Linked DNA regions of Oryctolagus cuniculus: region 1 is linked to region 2. Evidence: chromatin contacts called from public Micro-C data. All regions are on one chromosome and are shown on one strand. The core of a region is the stretch at or near the end of the contact, and the rest is flanking DNA. Distances in the headings are between cores, read along the strand shown.

The links. A called contact is a pair of places that touch in the nucleus more often than the background predicts.
Region 1: a contact with region 2 is called in a Micro-C map of ear pinna, with 11 times the contacts expected there. The contact joins the promoter of ZNF292 here to the promoter of AKIRIN2 in region 2. A contact is called at or near these places in 2 of 6 Hi-C or Micro-C datasets (ear pinna and an unstated tissue).

The regions. Positions count from the first base shown.
Region 1 is chr5:85,356,208-85,360,307 of mOryCun1.1, forward strand. ZNF292 (zinc finger protein 292) reads right to left here and starts at 2,493. Exons shown (of 8, transcript XM_008263179.4): 1 at 2,316-2,493. The coding sequence starts at 2,483.
Region 2 is chr5:84,855,628-84,859,475 of mOryCun1.1, forward strand. It overlaps AKIRIN2 (akirin 2), which reads left to right and starts at 2,518. Exons shown (of 5, transcript XM_002714571.5): 1 at 2,518-3,291. The coding sequence starts at 3,057.

The DNA.
Region 1 (4,100 bases), core at 1,243-3,742, 500 kb after region 2:
AAAAACAATTTGTGAGATAAATCACTTAATAAAATTAACACAGGAAATTATTTGCACCCAGATTTAAAAAATGTCATATTTCGGCCGGTGCCGCGGCTCACTAGGCTAATCCTCCGCCTTGCGGCGCCGGCACACCAGGTTCTAGTCCCGGTCGGGGCGCCGGATTCTGTCCCGGTTGCCCCTCTTCCAGGACAGCTCTCTGCTGTGGCCAGGGAGTGCAGTGGAGGATGGCCCAAGTGCTTGGGCCCTGCACCCCATGGGAGACCAGGAGAAGCACCTGGCTCCTGCCATCGGATCAGCGCGGTACGCCGGCCGCAACGTGCTGGCCGCGGCGGCCATTGGAGGGTGAACCAACGGCAAAGGAAGACCTTTCTCTCTCTCTCTCTGTCTCTCTCACTGTCCACTCCGCCTGTCAAAAAATAAAAAAAAAAGTCATATCTCCACTAAAAAATAATGTTAAAGTGATAATTTTGTGATGTCACACACCCTTTAAAAAAAGTTTGGCTTGCCTGAGATTCCATTTACCAACAATTATTCATCCTGTTTGTAAATATGCTGGCCACAATTATTTAACTAGTCTTAAAACCATGACTGAACACTGCTGGGGGGAAACATCTTTCAGAAAAGCTAGACTGTGATACTTTCCACTGATTAAAAAACTGACTACTTATAAATGACCTTCCATTATGAATGTCTTATTGAAATACTTTATTTCCAAAACAAATGTAAAGACTAATTAAGAATAAGTGAATACTGCAAAAGTAGAGAAATTGGCAAATTTCAATAAGTCTTTAATTCTGGGACTTAAAAGGAATGAAGAATCTACAATTTTAGTACAGGTATTCACCAGACCCATGTTTCTATAGGCAGAGAACTTTCACATGGCAGGTAAAGCTACACAAGTCATCACTTGATCTCAGGGTTTTTTTTTTTAAACGAGCCATCGAATAATAACAAAATAGTATATACAACAATGAGTCTTCTCTGATACACGATCAGGTATCCCTGATTTCATAAAGGTTTCAGAATCTGGAGGTTAAAAGGTAAGTGAAAATGTCCTCTACTCAAATGCTAAAATGGTCCACCATTCAGACCTTAAGTGCAATCAGTATCTTCCCAAAACAAAGTCTCTACAATGATACAAGGATCCTCTACAATGCTAGAGGTAACGCTGCAGACCTGTAAAAATTGTGTCTTTTTCCTCCCCAAGAAGTCAATGTAACAAAAATAATCTTCACTACTGCCATCCGCACCTTGAAATTTCAAAGGTACCTGGAAGGCCTGTAATCAAGTCCAAATGCAGACACAAAACTCTCCGACTTCCATCCTGAGCTTACTGTTAACATTCTAAATCCTGGCTAGAACCCAGTTACCAGTAAGCGTGTCCTTGGGCAAGAAAAAGAAGGCAAGGTCTGAAATTCAACAAGCACTTCCACAAGACCCTCGGTCCTCTCCCGCGTCACCAAGAGTCCAAACAGGAAAGACTCCCGGGGGAGGGGCGCGGGGGAGGCGGCGATCGTACTCTAGAAGAGTGAAAACAAACGAAAAACGGACTGTGGAAGAGCCGCTCCAGAGGGACATTCAGCCCTAGGATAGACAAACAGGGACAGCTCCTGGCCAGAGAGGAGAGCGCGATCTTTAGCACGGAAGCGGTGCACCAAGCAAGAAGAAGCTGGAGGGGACAACCTTGGCCAGCACTGCCCCCCCCCCCCAACACCCGGAATGCCTCGCCCGGTAGGAAGGGGTCGGTGGGGACGGCCCCTCGGAACGTCAACAAAGGCCCTTCAGTCGTAAGGCGAAAGTCCAACAACAAAGGCCCGGAGACAAGAGCGGACGAGGACCGGAACGGACCGGGTCGGGGCCAGGACGGATGAACACAGGGAAAGGCCAAGCAATCAAACCAGTGGGGGTGGAGGCCCGTCAGAATGGAAAGCAGAGGTGCAGAGGCGCCGGGCACGGTAATCCCCCAGCGCACAATGAAAAGAGGAGGAAGAGGACCTGGCCTCCATTCGCTTCTTGCCCTCTTCAATCCTCGCAGGCTGCAGCGGCTGAGACCGCGGAGCCCCGACTTCGGGGAAGGAAAGGGGAGGGGGATTTTCCGCCCTGACCACAACTCCCTTCCCCCAGCCTGGAGCTGCGGACAACACCGCCACAACGGCGGCCACACAAAGGCGCGTTCGTTGTCCGCTCCCGCCAGGGCGGCGGCGCCGACGATGCCAAGGCAGCCGACGACCACCGCTTGGCCGCCAGGCGCTCGTTCGCCCGCTTCCCCCTCTAGCAAAGGAAAGGGGGAGGGGACCACCGGGCGCCCTCACCTGGCACAGCTGCTGACAGTACTCGGTGGCCGCCTCCACGGCCGGCACCCGGCTCTCCCGCAGCTGTCGCTCCAGCTCCTGGAGCCGCTCGCCCAGGCGCTGCAGCTCCGCGACGCAGCCGCCTCCTCCGCGACTCAACCTCTCCTGCTCAGCCTCTTCGTCCGCCATCTTCACACCCCGCTCCGTCGCGTACGCACCTGGGTCACGTGATAACACAATGCCACGTTCGGCGGGGTCACGTGCCGGGCGCGCTCGCACGCCGCCGAGCACGTACAAAGGGCCCGGTGGGGAACGGGGGAGGGCGCGGAGAGTGGCGCGAGAGCCCGAGGGAGGTGAAGGCGAGGGGAAAAGAGAAGGGCGGGGCTGGGGCGGTGCGGAAGACCGCGGTTTGCTTACCCCGAGCGGGAAGTGGGCAGCGGCGGCCGAAAGAGGCGGGCCGGTGGAGGCCTGCTTTCGGTCACGTGGGCGCCGCGACGGGAAAAAGCTTGGGGAGGGGCTGCTGCCCTGTCGACTGCGTCCTGATCCCGCCGCGGCTTTCCCCTCAGCCCCGAAGTGTTCCACGGACAGGAGCCCCCGTGTTCGCGAGAGGACGGCGCGGGGAGAGTTCTGAATGGCCACGAGAAATGGCTGTGTTTGCGATTGGCCTGGAGACAGGCCAGAGGCCCGGGCAGAGGGAGACGGTAAAGCCCACCCATGGACCACAAGCGTGAGAGCCAGAGCCGGGCCAGGAACTGTCAAATCATCTCCGACTCCTCACCAGGCGGGGGAGGAGGGCTCCAGTGTGTGAGGAATCATCTGGTCCACTCGACTCTCCTCAGACCCAACAACGCCTCTCCCCCGGAATACACGTTCTCTAGGGGTTGGAGGCAACAAAGGAAGGTAACAACTGGGTCAGAGCAGAAGGAGCAAACTCATGAAAAGCGGAGAGCCTGGTTGGACAGACTAGGAAGTCGTGGACGTTGCAGCGAGGTGATTTTTGAGCCACGAAAACATTTCTAGAGTAAATGATAACCAACGAATCTGCTTCACTGTGGTTTAAGACTCTCCTGCACACTACAGAGATCACCAACCCGTGTATGAAAGCTCTTGGAAAGAAAGTAGGTCAGGCAAAAAAAAAAAAAAAAGTAATAAGGACTTCATTAAAAAATCATAATGGGGAAGAGGAAATTGATGCTAAAATAAAAGAACACGTTTGTTGAGAATTATAAATACCAACAGATTTTTCTGGTGTGACCACGGAAATGGCATTGTAGGATAAAAGAAGAGATACTACAGAAATCCCTAAATTTCGTAATAGAAATAATATTTTGTTAGTGTTAGCATATTGGACAAGAGGCCTATCTTACTACATTGTCTACAAAAATTGAGAAACAAGGATATAAATTAGGTATTTAGTCCTTTTGCTATTCTAATTGAAGCGTATGTTTCTAGCATAAGCTTCTAAAAATATTCCTATTGTGGTCTCTGCAAAAGACTGCTAGTATTAATGAAAAGTGTTGTAGATAGTATGTTGTCCAGAATGTCATGCAGTGGTGTGATGTTTTACAAGAGGCATTATGTAAGGTGAGCAGGCCTATGAAAAACAGTATCAGTTTTACATATTAACAAAGTAGACTCTTTAAAATGTGTACTTGGGGAAGAAACTATGGTGTATGTTCAAAGGCTGAAGCGAAAGGATACAATAGTAGCACTGAGAGCTGAAAAAGCAACAGTTACTTCGGATGGGATTTTCAGTATTTTCACTATCCTAAGTATTTTAGATACCCAAACCAGGGCTCACCAGTT
Region 2 (3,848 bases), core at 1,268-3,767:
TGAAGTATTGGGGAAGGCTTTCTGGAGGAGTTAATGCCTGGGTTGAGTCTTAAAGGGTAGATAGTCAGGCAAAAAGGGCAGAGAGAGACTTAGCAAAGACACTGACGTGAATAGGGAAATGTCTTCTTGGTTCTGAGTTTCTGAAATAGCCTCCTTAGTCATTGGTAGAAGGAAAGGCACTCCAGCCCAGTCATGTCTAATCTTGATATGCTATGTTGTGGTGACCTATGTAGTGGTGACCTCACGGACAGCTATTATGACTGTAAGCTGTCAAGTTTGCCACATAGCCCCTACATGTTTAGATACAACTCTTTCCCCATTTTCCAAGCAGTCTACTGTATCTCAAATGATAATCACAGTCCCTTCCTGTATGAGTTTTCTGTGACTGCCTTAACAAGGTTCCATAAACTGGATGGCTTAAACATCAGAAATTTATTGTCACGTGGTTCGGAGAATAGAACTCTGAGATCAAAGAATCATCAAGGTTGTTTCCTTCTGAGCACTGTGAGGGGAGAATCTGTTCCAAGTTTCTTTCCTAGCTTCTTATGACCTGCTGACAGTCTTTGCCGTTCTTTGGCTTACAGATGATCACGCTAATCTATGTTCAAGTGAGGTACTGCCTGTCCACAAATTGCCCTCTATTTTTTTTTTTTCCTTAAAGATTTATTTATTTGTTTGAAAGAGTTACAGAGGGAGGGAGAGATAGAGACAGAAAGATCCTTTATCCTCTGGTTCACTCCCCAAATGATTGCAATGGCCAGGTCTAGGCCAGGCCAGAGTCAGGAGCTTCATGTGAGTCTCCCATGTGGGTAGCAGGGGCCCAAGTACTTGGGCCATCTTCACTGCTTTTCTCGGCCATTAGCACAAAGCTGGATTAGAAGTGAAGCAGCCAGAACTCAAACCGATGCCCATGTGGGATGCTGGTGTCACAGGTAGCGGCTTTACCTGCTATGGCACAATGCTGGTCCCCCAAATTTCCCTCTTGATACAAGTCACATTAGAGTAGGATCATATCTTATTCCCACTCCAGTATCAACTGTCTTATCTAATTATGTTTGAAATATCCTTGTTTTCAAATAAAGTCACATTATGAGGTACTGAGGTTAGGACTTCAACAAGAATTTTGAAGGGACAAAATTGAATACAGAGTACCCCTTTCCAGTATAAATTCTACAGCTTAATTTTAATTTCAGAATATACCAAGAACATAAATTGTTTTTGCTTATTTTCCAGCGGTTAACCTTTTTGTAGTTACATAAAATATATTCTGTTAATTTTCACAGTATCATGGAGTGTCTAGAGTTTAGTAAGTTTATCTAGTCAGTGTCTTAACCCACTGTTTCATTAAATACTGATACTTCTCAAAAGATATTTTCCAAACAGTATAATATCCTAAATTAAAAGTATCATGACTTAGTTGTGAACACAGTGTGATAAGGAAAGATTCTGAGGTATTGGACAATTCGATAAAACAAGAATATATTAAGCTACCGTCCAAAGAAGGTATAACAAACAATAGACAAAATGGCTACAAAACATGTTTCTGGATAATTTGATATGGGATTGATAATAATTGGCTAATCTGGCATTCCCATAAGAAAATTAGTTCTTATATACTATTGATAACTTCAAGAGTAAAAGACAGAGAACTGGTGATCATTTCTACATAAATCTTTATTAATTTTATATTGAATTCTAATTTTTGGTATCTGATTAAAATTACAACTATTAGGTCCTTTTCCCCTCTGCTTTCAAAATGGGTCCACTGTGTAGACAATTACCTAGACAATTCGTTATGTCTTGATTTCTTTTTTACAGTTCATAAGGTACTTGTATACACCAATATTCAACAGAGATAATAGCATTTCTGAAATCACTTGCTTTTCACCTGGAGCAAAACAGTTTGGTCCTGTATTTGTTCAAATCCTGTTCCTGTACAGAAGCGTCTGGCTTTGCAGAACTTAGGTGGATGGGCAAAGCATCGCATTCCACCAATGATCGAAAATCTCGATACTATTAATGCTGTTTTCTCTTGGAATCCTAAATAGATTTCATGTTCTTGTTATTATTTCCTATGACAGGTTTTGCTTTTTGGCTCTGTTAACATCCAAAATAATCTATTCTGTGTTATTTCGTTGGCTTAGTTTTCCATTTCCCGGTTGTTAAATCACTGTAGGAAAAACTAAGCCCTGAGTCATAGGAGCCTGTAGTACGTTTGCCTTGCTTTCCCCACAGGTTCTCGTCCTTCTCATCTACTGCCTCAGAACCTTTTCTTTCCTCTCTTATGCTAAGTTCCTTTTACACTGAAGCTGTGCAGGGGGATTTAAATTCCAACCCGGAACTCAGAATCGCACGCCTTGCATGACGGGAGTCGTGGTTTCTGTGACTACTCCATGACCGCCTTTCACGTCGATTTCTCCTCTCAGTCAAACACTACAATTCCCAGAATTCAACTACAGGTGGAGCCGCCCATTTGCGCACGCGCCCTGAGGCCGCAGGATTTGAATCGGCGGCGTTGTTATTGACGCCATATTGGGGCCGGCGGCGGGTGGAAGAGTCGTACAGTACAGGGGGAAGCAGTTGGACGTGTTCTCCTGAGCTGTTGCTGCCGCAGCAGCCTCGCAGTCCCTCGACAGCGACTGCTGCTCGCGAACTGCTGGCCGCGCTCGGGCGTATCAGGAGCTGCGTCTCGGCCTCCCTCCCCACGGGGCTGGTATCGACTTCCGAAGGAAGCAGGTTTCAGCTCAGGAGCGACTCAGGCGCGGCGCAAAAGCTTGAACGGACGGCGGGGGCGGCCGGAGCCTCTCCCGTGGGAGCCGCGTCTGAAGAGGCGGAAGAGCCCCCCACTGACGCGGCCGGCGTGCGCTGCCGCCCGCCCCTCCCGCTCTCGCCCGGGTCTGCCCTGGCCACTGCCCCTGCCGCGGAGGCAGCGGCGGCGGCGGCTCTCCGCGACCCGCCTGGCTCCTGCTGAGCCCGTGGCTTAGGCGCCCCTCGGGTCCCCTCCCGTCACCCCTCTCCGACCCCACCCGAGCCCGGCGCCTCGGCTGCCTGAGGCCATGGCGTGCGGAGCCACTCTGAAAAGGACTCTGGATTTCGACCCGCTGCTGAGCCCGGCGTCCCCGAAGCGGAGACGATGTGCGCCATTATCAGCGCCCACCTCGACCGCCGCCTCCCCGTCGTCGGCGGCCGCGGCCACCGCCGCCTCCTTTTCGGCCGCGGCCGCCTCGCCGCAGAAGTATCTCCGAATGGAGCCGTCCCCCTTTGGCGACGTCTCCTCCCGCCTCACCACAGGTGGGACCCGGCCCCGCGGGCTCGGGGGTGGGCGAGAGCGCTGGGATCGTGGGGGCGTGCGCGGCAGGAGGCTTCCGGGGTGGGGGCGCTGGACTGTGGTCTCCGTTCTCAACACAGTGCTCGGGCGACCACATTGCTGATAATTAGCTCCTCGGGCTACGGAGACACAATAGAAATGGCCTGATGTCGAGGCGGGAGATGGGGTGGATGAGGGCCGGGCCGGTATTGTGAGGAAGAGGAAGATCTTTTTCTTTGGGCGGCATGACTGGAATCGAGTGTTTCCGTGGTCGGTAGAGCCCCGGCGGAAATGATCAGCGAGGGCGATGTTCTTCACAAATTTAGGCGAGAGAAGGCTCACATTTCACCCGAATCTCGATGTGTTTGCCTGAATCGATTGGTTGCAGCTATTAACTCTGGATTAGGTGGTTTGAGGCGAGGCGACAGCCCCTCCTCCAGTTCAGACATGGCTGATTTTAGTGTAGAGGGGGAAGGGGGTGGGGATGGATGTCACTGGGGCGAGATCTAGGCCTGTCATTAATCACCCACAAGAACGCCAC